Linked DNA regions of Mus musculus: region 2 is linked to region 1. The links are chromatin contacts, called in public ChIA-PET maps. All regions are on one chromosome and are shown on one strand. Each heading gives the region's core, a stretch centred on a gene start, on an enhancer-like site or on the middle of the called end of the contact. The rest is flanking DNA. Distances are from core to core; before and after follow the strand shown.

Evidence for each region. ChIA-PET counts read pairs in DNA pulled down with a chosen protein or histone mark.
Region 2: a contact with region 1 is called in an RNA polymerase II ChIA-PET map of memory CD8 T cells, with 7 read pairs. The contact joins the promoter of Hemgn here to the enhancer-like site in region 1. A contact is called at or near these places in 4 of 39 promoter capture datasets (the HPC-7 cell line, erythroid cells, macrophages and 1 more), 2 of 484 Hi-C or Micro-C datasets (cerebral cortex and muscle stem cells), 1 of 115 datasets of contacts at active chromatin or transcription factors (memory CD8 T cells) and 2 of 9 other capture datasets (liver and pancreatic islet).

Annotation. Positions count from the first base shown.
Region 1 is chr4:46,179,925-46,185,854 of GRCm38.p6, forward strand. Xpa (xeroderma pigmentosum, complementation group A) reads right to left here. Exons shown (of 6, transcript NM_011728.2): 3 at 5,667-5,772; 4 at 4,364-4,529; 5 at 3,194-3,311. Among named protein-coding and RNA genes, the nearest start is that of Xpa, 13 kb to the right of the region's middle. Within about 2 kb of position 2,402, at least 16 of the 459 cell types and tissues checked have an H3K27ac peak or open chromatin away from gene starts, as enhancers often do. A contact at or near this core is called in memory CD8 T cells, where this site is marked.
Region 2 is chr4:46,401,764-46,407,693 of GRCm38.p6, forward strand. Hemgn (hemogen) reads right to left here and starts at 2,420. Exons shown (of 4, transcript NM_053149.2): 1 at 2,152-2,420. The coding sequence starts at 2,230.

The sequences.
Region 1 (5,930 bases), core at 1,152-3,651:
CATGTAACATGCAAGAAACACCCACATTCCCACCTTATTTGAGGCAAAAAAGCCTGCAGACCAAAACTCCTGTGTAGGGCACCAGGTCGGGGCTCTTGTCTGCTGCTGGGTGGTGCACCCTTGGGAACACAGTTACCCTCCAGCTCGGAGATGTGGAACCTTGTCTGGATGTGCTTTACAGTATTCACACCTTTCTCTGTAGCAACCTCCACATTACAATGACTACCATAAAAATAAAAAAATATACAAAACTGTTGAGAGCAGGTGAATATAATTGCTTACCTTCCCATAAAGAAGAAAGCTTTGCGTCAGCTTCGCTGTGCATCAAGAGGAACCATGTCCCAATTCTTTCCAACTAAAAGCCTTTAGACTTGCTTTGTCTCCTCTCTGTTCTGAGCTCCTCGTTTCTACTCTACAGTCTACTCCACTCAGCCCTCTGTGGCCTAGTCAGGACAGGAACATATCCACCAAGTGCTAGAGTGAACGAATCAACAAGAACCACAGTTAAAGTTGGCGGCACACTGCACACCGAGCACCCAGAACTCACGGGCTCATCAGCAGAAGCAGGTAATGGCAGGCACTCACTCTCGAAGCCACCTCTAACATTTTCTTTTTTTTTTTTTCTCGAGACAGGGTTTCTCTGCGTAGCTCTGGCTGTCCTGAAACTCAGAAATCCGCCTGCCTCTGCCTCCCAAGTGCTGGGACTAAAGGCGTGCGCCACCACTGCCCAGCTCAAACATATTCTTGAAAAGCATGTTTCACTCAAACAAGAAATGAACTCAAAAGACATCAATCTTCAAAAAGGCCTCCGTGTCACTGGGACTCAGGAATAAGGAAAATCCATAAAGCTTGTCTAATACAGTGATCAAAAAGTAAATGCCAACTCAGTTCGTATTTTGAAAATTGTAGAAAATTTGTACAAATCCTAATAGAGTTGTATTAAAAAGGCAAGAAAAGTGTATCAAAATGTTTATATGACCTGTTGACCAGACCACAGAATTGGTATCTAAGGGAAAGTTACAGATAGTGTTCCTCCCCACTTTACAATACTAATTTCTAGTTAATGCTTACTCTTTTGTCCACATTTCATCATCTTCACCAGCGTATTATCTGAGGGAAGGGTCCAGTTGATTTCTAGTAGTAGTTAAAACCCTGGACCTGAGCTCCAGAGATGGCTTGCACTACCATGACCTGAGAAAACCAGCTCAGAGGGCAGAAGTGCCAGGATGAGGAACCAAGTTTGAATCCCTCCCCCAACCAAAAAAGAGGGGGCAGGGGGAACGCCAAACAAAACAGTATGCTGCTCAGCTGGCTGCAACCTCAGCACCAGGAGATGGGAGGGGGACACAGGACACAGGAATCCTGGATGCTGGTAGCTCACAGGCCAGCCACCCAACGGCCAGCTTTAGGTTCAGTGAAAAGATCCGATTACAAAGGCATTAACCTTAGCCTTACGGCCTCTGGCTTCCACATGTGCAACACAGATGTGTGCACCTGCACCCAGAGCAGACTACTAGTCTGGAGACCACCTTTCACAGCCCTTCCTTAATCTGCTTTTTTACGGCTCTATCCTGTAATAGAAGCTCTGCTGTCAGAGGGAGGGGCTCGTGCTAAACAGAAGAGGGGAGAACTCTTGTCAGTGGGTCTTTGCTGGCATCTGAATGCTGGGACACAGCTGTGGCTGGCTTGGACAACGTTAACGACATACTCTTCTATAGAAGTCTCCTGAGGGACACCTCAGCTAAGCCTTCCACGTGGGCTTCCGACCTGCTCAGGAACTAAGTCGCTTGTGCAAAGGGGTCTCACTGAGATTGTCTGTGTCCAACATCGCTACCATTTTGGGTTTAGAATGTGCAAGAGTCTGCACAGGGAAAAGGACTTGGTTGCTTAGTTGAGTGCCTGGATTTTTGCTATAAATGTTTTGGCACACGCCTTTAATCCCAGCACTCAGGAGGCAGAGGCAGGTGGATTTCTGAGTTCGAGGCCAGCCTGGTCTACAGCGTGAGCTCCAGGACAGCCAGAGCTATAACTGTTTAGTTAGGTTTGGGAGGCAGGTTTTGTTGTGGGGTTTTTTGGTTTTATGTTTTGAGCCAAGGACTCATTCTACAGCCCATGCTGGCCTTCAACTCACAATCCTCCTGCCTCAGCTTCCTGGGTACTAGGACTACAGACATGTACAGCACCTCCCCCCCTTTCTTTGTGTTTAAGCATGTGGGCTGCACCATTCACCCACAAAATCTCTTCTAAATTTTAAAATCATAAGAAAAATTAATATGGCTAGAATACTAGTTTGAAATGGATCATGTAAAGTATAACCCAAGCTACATTCAGGGCGCATATTACCTTAGTCACACTGCGCCACACAGGGACTCACACAGCCGCCACATGAAAGGCATGCTGGTTACTTCCTGCCGACTCCTCTTTGGGGATTTTGTTTACAGCCCCGAGTGCTCCTGCCACACTCTGCTCATCCCTGGTGTGGCTCCATTCCCAGCACACTGGGTTAGTGTCTCAAGTTTCCTTCCTGACACTCAACCCAGCACAGTGCTTGGCATATGGTAAAACTAGGTGTGTGCATGGATGGACAGACTTATGGAAATATCCACACATAGATACACACGTGGACAACGGATGCAGAGGCAGAACCAGCAGGGAGTGGAGGGCTGCATGGAGACAGATTCACAGACAGAAGAACGGCTCTGCATATGTATAATACATATACATATGTATATGCACATATACATATGAAGACTCAGGAAGAGAACCGGACAACTGTCCCAACAATGGAACACCACTCATCTTTCTGGGTTTATTAGTCATATTAAAATAAAGACATTCGGACTGATACCCATTGTTCCTTCTAGCTATTAAATCCAATGACTACGTAGTTCATGGTTTGTTTCAAGCAATGAGAGGTGGTTATTGGGAGTCTTGTTATTTTATGTTACTGTTATCTTAAACACTGCAGCCACTCAGGATCTGAGTGATGCCTAATCCCACTGTCCCTACCCCACCAGACACCACTGCTGTGCAAAAATGACTTACATGAAAACGATGGCCTTTATTAATGAGGTACCGTGAGGGTTGACCCAAGCCTCATACACCAAAGCACGCAGGCCAGCGTTCACGCCCCTCTCCTTACCTACAGAGACTGTGCTCTGTGATCTCCGTGACAGGAAATCCGGCCACTTACCTTTTACTTTTTTATCAAACTTCTTCTGCTTCATTTTTTCTCGGTTTTCCTGCCTCACTTCCTTTGCATCTTCCAGAGCTTCCTGGCTACCCCACACTTCAAGAGCCCGCTTTACCACCTATAACACAGGAAAGAGCCCAGTCAGCTGGGGTTCAGAGAGGTACAGTAGGAAGTCCTAACTGTCGAGCTCACAGATGTCATTAAGTCACACCAGGAGCAAAACCATGGAATGTAACAGTTGAAGGATCCCCTTTAGGTCCCACTTTTTCCAGAAGGAGTTGAAATACAAGTTCAGAAAATATAAATGAAGAAAAGATTCAACAAGAAAGAACATGTAAAATCCAATCATGAGGTCAAGAGAGGCAGGCAATGCTAGCAGAGTCTGTGCCCTGGCATTTCCCTGCCTGTGCCACCTGAGCCGGGTACGGGAGGCTGAAACAAAGCACTAAGGGAGAAGAAACCCTGGGCTGCTTTCATTAGGATCGTGTTTTATTTATTTTGAATGGCACTTAAGATGAATGGTGAACTTCTGAATCAATAATCATATTTAATGAAATCCAGTGTATGTTTCTCAATGTGGCTTGATTTTATGTGTAGTTGAGGAAACTTCTAGCACATTCCTGTACAAACAGCTCTAAAGCAGTGTCTCTACACATTTTCATATAATGGTGCAAACACTGTCATAGTCAAGCCGTTCTGGAGTAGATACGGGAGGACACGTGTCTCTAAGCAGTAGGCCCAGGTGCCGGAGCACAGTGTAACCTGATCACAGCAGGGGCCGAGATCTGCCCTGCGCTGCACCAGTTACTGGGACACTCCAGCATCCAACTTATATCCCCAAGAGTCAGAGCCCAGGCATCTGTGAAGGAGCGGAAATGCCCATGCCCGCTCTTCTTGCTGTTTGGTAAAAGACGACCGAGAGCCAGGGGAGGGCTGAGCTTTTCTAAACCTTTCAGAGTGCAGTTATGCTCTCTGCAGCATCCACGAGCAGTGCACTTATGCCGGAGTTGCCACAGCAAAAGCCAGATGATGCTCTGAGCAGTCATCAGCTGTGCAGGGATAGACACGTAGACAGGACAAGGGCCCTCTTTAATGTGTGAGTGACAACCAGCCGACTACGCTGGAAGTTCACCTCCAGTCGGACATCCCAGCCTCCGGCTTACTAGACACCTGTAGCTTTAGGTAGAGCTTCATATCGCCCCACTGTGAATGGCGTGGGTTCTTCTTCACAAGGAACCTGAGCGCTGGCTCTCTCTTCTCTAGATCACAGTCCTTCAGAAGGTACTCTTGCTTCGCTTCTGTCTTGGTTATAAGCTTGTGTTTATCATCAGCATCTCTGGAAAGAGATTAAGAACATTATATACATGTTATATAATGTCCAGTTAAGCTGAGTTTTCAGACAGCCCAGCACCCACAAGGCCTGCACACAGACGTCTCTGCCTTTGGTTCTCATGTTTAAAGTCATAAATTCAGACTCAAGTCATATCACAATTAAGAATCTTCTTAAAGTCCCTCTTATTTCAGAAAGAACTTGAAATAAGAGTAGGGAAGACACAATGAAAAAAGGGCTCATGGAGAAAGAAAATACAAATCAGTTACAAGGTCACCAGAAGTAGCGGCCCATGCCATCGTCCCAGGACTTGAGAGGCTAAAGAGAGAGAACCGACCGCAAGTTCAAGCCCAGCCCGGGGTACACAGACCCTGATCCAGAAAGATGGGCAAAAAATAAATATCCCAAGGTCCCATTTCCTAAACACAGCTGGGTTCTGGTGGCTCAAAACCAAAGTAAAAACAGAGACCGTGAGAACTTGAAGCAACACCAAAGTTTACAGAAGGCCGTGAACTGGTTAATTCTTTTCCTTCGTTTGTCACCCCGATGTCAGGCACTGTTCAAGGTGATAAGAAGACAGCCATCATGATTTAGTGGATAAAATAGGGCCTTGTTTAATGAAGCTCTGTCCCAGTCAGAAGACGGCCCACATAATGACAGGAAAGACGCTCTACGATCATATGGCACACTGAAGGGACAAGGATTCCTGACAGGACAGTCACCAGAAGAAGCCTCTGCTGAGGACACTGGTGAACAGAGCCCAGAGCAAGCCAGGAAGAAACCTGCTAAGCAGAGAAGGAGGCGTACAGGAGCTGCGGGCAGGCAGACAGGGGACGGCACACACGCCAGCAGTAAGTGGGGGCAAGCGTTGAGGAGGTAATCAGGGGCTACTGGAGACCTGCAGCCGTGGTAAAGGCATATTTGAAAAGGAACTAAAAACCACTTTAACGTTTTAACCAAAATTCCCTAGAGAGAAGAGCCAGAGGTGCAAGCTTGGGAAGGCGCAGGGCAGACCCAGAAATCTCCACTTGGGAGGCAGTGAGGCAGCCCAGTGTGGGCTGAGGCCGTAGCTCAGTAGCTGGGTTACCTAGACCGCCTCAGTCTCCAGCACCACAAAACCAAACAGTAGTTTAAGGCAAGCACCTGCAGCTGTCACACGTTGGCAGATCAAAGTGGTTCATAAGGTACGAGTCCATGAACTCTTTCCCGCATTCTTCACAGATGGTGTAATCAAACTCCATGACGGGCCCTGCAAGAGAAAGGGAAGTCTTTATTCTGTCAGAGGACTAACACAACGGACTTTTCTCTACCTTATTAGCTTATTGTCATAGATCTTATGCCTGACACAAATGCTTACTGGGGGAGAAACTGATTAACCTTAGGTTTATGGAAAACAATTTTCTAAGA
Region 2 (5,930 bases), core at 1,170-3,669, 220 kb after region 1:
CCGCTCACTCCAGCCCAAAGATTTATTTATTATTATATGTAAGTACACTGTAGCTGTCTTTAGACACACCAGAAGAGGGCATCATATCTCATTTTGGATGGTTGTAAGCCACCATGTGGTTGCTGGGATTTGAACTCAGGCCCTCTGAAAGAGCATTCAGTGCTCTTAACCGCTGAGCCATCTCACCAGCCCCATGAGTAACTTTTTAAAAGGCCATATTCTATCATCTTTGGCATAATGACCTGTCTTTACTGCATTCGCTGTCTCAATCCAGGCCTCATATTACACAGTGTAGTGATGATAGCATGCCAAGACTTTATCTTTTATTAACCCAACATTAGGTCAAAAATAGTACCTTGACACAGCCTTCAACACTGTAATTTTCCTGTTACACGGTGCTTAAACTAGGTGACATATTCTCTGGCCACTCAGCCCACTCACGGGAAGCATACAGAATGTCACCACGTGTTGGTTTTCCTTACTGTAATAATATCAACTCAGCCCAGCATGATGGAGTATACTTTAATCCCAGCACTCAGGAGACAGAGGCAGGAGGATCTCTGAGTTCAAGGCTAGTCTGGTCTACAGAGTGAGTTCCAGAACATCCAGGGCTACTCGGAGAAACCCTGTCTTAAAAGGCCAATTATTATTAATAATATCCAACTAAAATAAGCATATTTACGTAACTGATTTTATTCTTTTGGAGAGAGGAATGGTAGACAGGGTCTCCCTCTGGTGCATCCCTGACTGACCTTGAATTCCTTAACCTAATACTCTAGATGCTGGGATTAGAGGCATCCCACCTTGCTCTAGTTATGCTTTTATTTACTTATTTATTTTTATTTATATGAGTACACCGTAGCTGTCTTCAGACACACCAGAAGAGAGCATCAGATCCCATTACAGATGGTTGTGAGCCACCATGTGGTTGCTGGGACTTGAACTCAGGACCTCTGGAAGAGCTGTCAGTGCTCTTAACCACTGAGCCATCTCTCCAGCCCTTTTAATGCTTTTACTATCAGATTCTGCCCTTAGGATTGTGTTTAAAATGTTTTTGGGAGGCTGGAGAGGGAGGGAGTGCCCTGGGACCAGGACTCTTACTCTTAGGGCATCAGTTCCCTTTCTTTCTCTCTTCTCTCCTTTCTCTCTCTCTCTCTCTCTCTCTCTCTCTCTCTCTCTCTCTCTCTCTCTCTCTCTCTCTCCCTACCTCCCTCCTTCTTTCCTTCTTCCTTCCTTCCTTCCTTCCTTCCTTCCTTCCTTCCTTCCTTCCTTCCTTTCTTCTCTGAGAGTGCTGGGAATTTAACCTAGGCCCTCACACATACTAGGCAAGCATTATGCTACCGAGCTATATTCCCAGCTCAGGGATTTTTGATGGATAAAAATTATATTTTTACCAACCTCTAGTTAAGTTTATATTTTCTTCAAAGTGCGGATGTGAGTAAAAAGTGGTTTTAGCAGTGTGTCACTTTATCACTCAAAGAAATGACAGGAAATTTTTTCCTACACGACACTGCAATTCTTGCATGTAGCTTCCATGTGATCGCTTGCAGATACTGATTCTTTGGATTTGATACTATGTATGACATGACTTAACACACCTTTAAATAAACACATATATCGCTATATCACGATTTTTAACAGTGTCGATAACTATCTTAATAAAACGATGGCCTTTGTGATCCTGTGTATTTAAGCTTTTTTTATTCCAAGAAAAAGTCCATAGGTTCACTAGAAGCTAAAAGTTTTCAAACTGTGCCCTAGGATAATTCAGAGCCCAGGGTTCCACATAGCATTTTGAGAAATGTTACTTTAGAATAGACCTTAAGGTAAATTAGAAGCCAAAAGAGTAAGCATTTGGACATGTCAGACCCTAGTGGAGATCCCTGTTGCCACATCCTTCCCAGTGTCTCAGGCCGGGAGGAGCAGGACCCCTCTTGCCACAGCTGCTCAGCCCTGGGTGTCTCCACTGTTTCCCATTTCAGAGAATTTCTTACTAACAATTTCTTTATTGCCCCTTGTGTTTCTCTAGACTGTTACGCAGCTCAGTGCGTCAGGCCCATCTTCCCATGGATGCAGCCCGTTGCCCCTTTCGTCTGACCAGGACCCAAACGACTAAAAAAGTAAATCTCCCCAGCAGCCCCCACTCCTTACCTGGAGCACAGGACTTCTGTGGGTGAGCTTCAGGCATCTGGGGGAGCTTCAGACGAGGTCGGCCCTTCCCCATGTCCATCTTGCCACGATGCCTTCTTGGTATTGGCTTTGACTTCACAAGCAGCCTAAAAGCTTTTTGAAAATATCAAGACCAACACTTCAAAAGAAGATGAAGAAAAAAAAAAGCCACAGACACACACATTCAAGTTTGCTTGTCACTTCCCGCCTAAAAGTTTTATCTGGTTAGACCACAGCTGTGGGCAAATTCCACTTTCTTTATCACACTGCACAGGTGTGAGGGGGAAATGGCTGGCACTGGCCCTGTGAAGCTTCGAGCTCACTGTTTATACAGGGAACCCCCCCCCCCATGACACAGTCTAGCGTGTGTAACCTCCCACTCGGCAGCCATGTAGGTCTGTGTGCCAGTGTATGCCTGGGTTCCTTTTTAGGACACCAAGTGGCTGTGCCATTCCAGGCTGTGGCCAGGATGGCTTTTTTCATGAATGGAGGTGGCCATGTATAGGGAGATCCCAGGGTTTAGGCTCTGACCAACTCAGTGGCCCAGAGCAACCCACATCCCTTTCCTGTGCCTCTATTTGCAAAATGAGTGAACAGCCACTCTTGCCTGTTTCATACACTTCTTATGAAAGGGAAGCTTATAGAGTTAGCTATTGATTACTCTTCCTAGGTAGGCTGTTGATTAATCTTCCTAGGTGTGGCTATGTTTTCACCATAAACTGTTGCAAGTTATCAGCAAGCCTTGTTGTTATGACCCTAGAGTAGACAGTAGACGCATAGCCCTAACTAGGCTAACAAAGCTAATCTCCACTGCTCACCAGTCAGAATAAATAGTGAAGCTCGCTGTTAACAGACCCAGGGGTGGACAGGGTGGGGAAGAGCCTCTCTGAGGGAAAAGACCTGGCATTATGTTCCAGAAATGAAGTTGAAATCAAAGGAACTGCTCTATCGCCATCAGATAGGTGGATTGAAGACAATAGGCACAGGGGACCATGGCTCAGCCAAGGAGGGAACATGGAGGCCAAGGTCAGGAGACACAGGGCCCATTGTGTTCTGGAGACAGACTGAGAGGGAAAAGGTTTGAGTTCCAGAGCCACCCTAGTTCAAGTTAGCCAGGAGCCAGATCAGACCTGGAACATGGAGACAGTAGCCTTGGCTTTGTGGATTCCCAGGAACAGTCACATCTACTCAGCCATGCAAGACATCTTCCATATGCCCAGTACATTGATCAATGGTACCTTTGGTATCCAACATACTGAACATCAATAAATGTTAGCTGCTTTATTATTAATAAGGATATGGGTGCAGCACAGTGACACACACTGCTATTCTGCCACTTGGCAGGTACAGGCAGAAGGGTCAGGAGTTCAAGGCTATCCTCAGCTGTATAAGAAGTTAGGGGCCGGGCGTGGTGATGTTAATCCCAGCACTCAGGAGACAGAGGCAGGCGGATTTCTGAGTTTGAGGCCAACCTGGTCTACAAAGTGAGTTCCAGGACAGCCAGGGCTATACAGAGAAACCCTGTCTCGAAAAACCAAAAAAAAAAAAAAAGTTAGGGGCCAGCCTGGGCTACATGAAAACTTCTCCATCTCTGCCCTCTACCTCTCCAGGCACCTTCTCTCTCTTTATGCACACATGTACTATATACCTTCTCTATGTTATATGTGTATATAAGAAAACACATAGAAAGGCTGTAATTGGGGTTAGGGTATAGGGGATTTTCGGAGAGGAAACTAGGAAAGGGGCTAGCATTTGAAATGTAAATGAAGAAAACATCTAATAAAAAATAATTAGATACTAAAAAAAGAAAGAAAGAAAGGCTGTAATTAGCAGAGTGTGGTGGCACACATGCATTTCGTAGTTTAAACTATAACTTGATCTGCCAAACTCTACTTTCCTTCCTTATTCTTGTTTGCTTGGGACAGGATCGCCTTACACCGCCCAGGCCGACCTCAACTCACCATCCTCCTGTCCCAACTTCCTGAGTGCCAGGATTGGGGATGTGTGTCACCGTGCTAGCTGAGAAAAAAGCTTTGAAACATTCTGAAAAGGATTGACAATGGCACAGCAGACACCTGAGTGCCCACCACTAAAGGGTTTGCTACCTTGGTAGCAAACAAGCAAGATTTACACCTCCTTCTGTTCCTTACCTCTCCATCTTGCAAGTCAACTATGGAAAGTTCAGGTAGCTCCCATGGGAGCTAGTCAGTGGGACCTCATGGAGAAGAAGTTTCTAATATACCTCTTAAATGTTTTTGACTTTTATATAGAGGATTAAAGGCTTCAACATAATCTTTGAAAATTATGTTTTATAATCTAGACCAGCATTTTAAATGTTGTAAGCTCTTTGTTTGATTTCTGGGTTTTGTTTTGTTGTTGTTTGGGGTTTTTCCCTGGTATTGTGTTCTTTTGGTCTGGTTTGGTTTTTATTCGTTTGTTTGTTTGTTTGTTGAGACAGGGTATCTCTCTATAGCTCTGGCTGTCCTGGATAGCACTATGTTGACCAGGATAGCCTTGAACTCACAGAATTCCACCTGCTTCTGCCTGCTGAGATTAAAGTTGTATGTCACCATATCTGGCCCTAGAATGTTTTAATTTTTAATAGTTGGGTGATAGTTCAATAAAAAAATAGAATCCTTGTGAGAATGCCTTCCGAGGATGGCAAAACTACTTCTTAATCAGATTTCCTTCTGAGTTCTTGACACCTGTTCAGTTCAGGGATGGAGCAGACTGGACAGGATGTCCACTCTGTGCTATCTACCTTCTGAGCAAAATTGTCAGGCCACAGAGGTGGCCAATATAGTCTCTGAGGTCTTCGTACTTTAAAGGGACAGAGTACATTGTTTTTTAAAATCATGGTTTCATGTATCCCAGGTTGGCCTTGAACCCAGTATGCAACTGGAGTTGAGTTTGGAATGTCTGACCCTTCTGTCTCCCCCTCCAATGCCAGAAGTACTGAAATTATAGTACCCAGATTATCTGGTGCTTCATGAATGCTAGCTGAGTACTCTACCAACTGAGCCAAATTGCCAGCCCAAGGACACATCTTTATTGGAAGGACATAGAACATAGATCCTTTGTGCTCCAAGACAACTCCCCAAGGCCATTCTCTGTGACTGTATCTAGAAGAGGTGTGAGGAGAGACTCTGGAGGGTGGGGTCTCAAGTTGACAACCAACTGAGGGTGGAGGGAGCAGTGGAGACACTTTGGAGAGACCTAGATTGGAAGTCAGGCAAGGTGTCTCTGATGTGATAAGTGCCAAGAGCGGGAATTTGGGACAGAAATAGCTATTCTGTTCTTCTGCAAGCCCTAGCGTACAGCCCTTCTGTGTCTAACTCTATTACCGAGTGTGAGAGGAGAGGCCAAGCAAGCATCGTACCCACAAGGCCAGGTCTTTATAACAAGGGTGCCTTATTCTAGAAATATGTGCATATGTATATAAACCCTCTCTCTAGGTCACAAGCTCTTGGCAGGATGGGCAATTACCAGCCCCAAGTCACCTGTCTGTCCCCATAGCATGATCTTAAAGGAGGCTTGGTCCCAGTCATCTCCACCATGCCCTCAGTTCTGTGTGCAGACAGCTTCCTCGGGTGAGATGTTCCGCTGCTGTGAGTTACAGTGCCACCAGCTGTTCTAGAATGCTTTTTATCATCATTCATCAATGGGCAGCTCTCAGCAAACTGAGGTAGGAAGGTGAAGAGTGTAAGGCCAGCCTGGGCTACTAGTGAGACCTGTAGCTGGGCAGTGGTGGCGCACGCCTT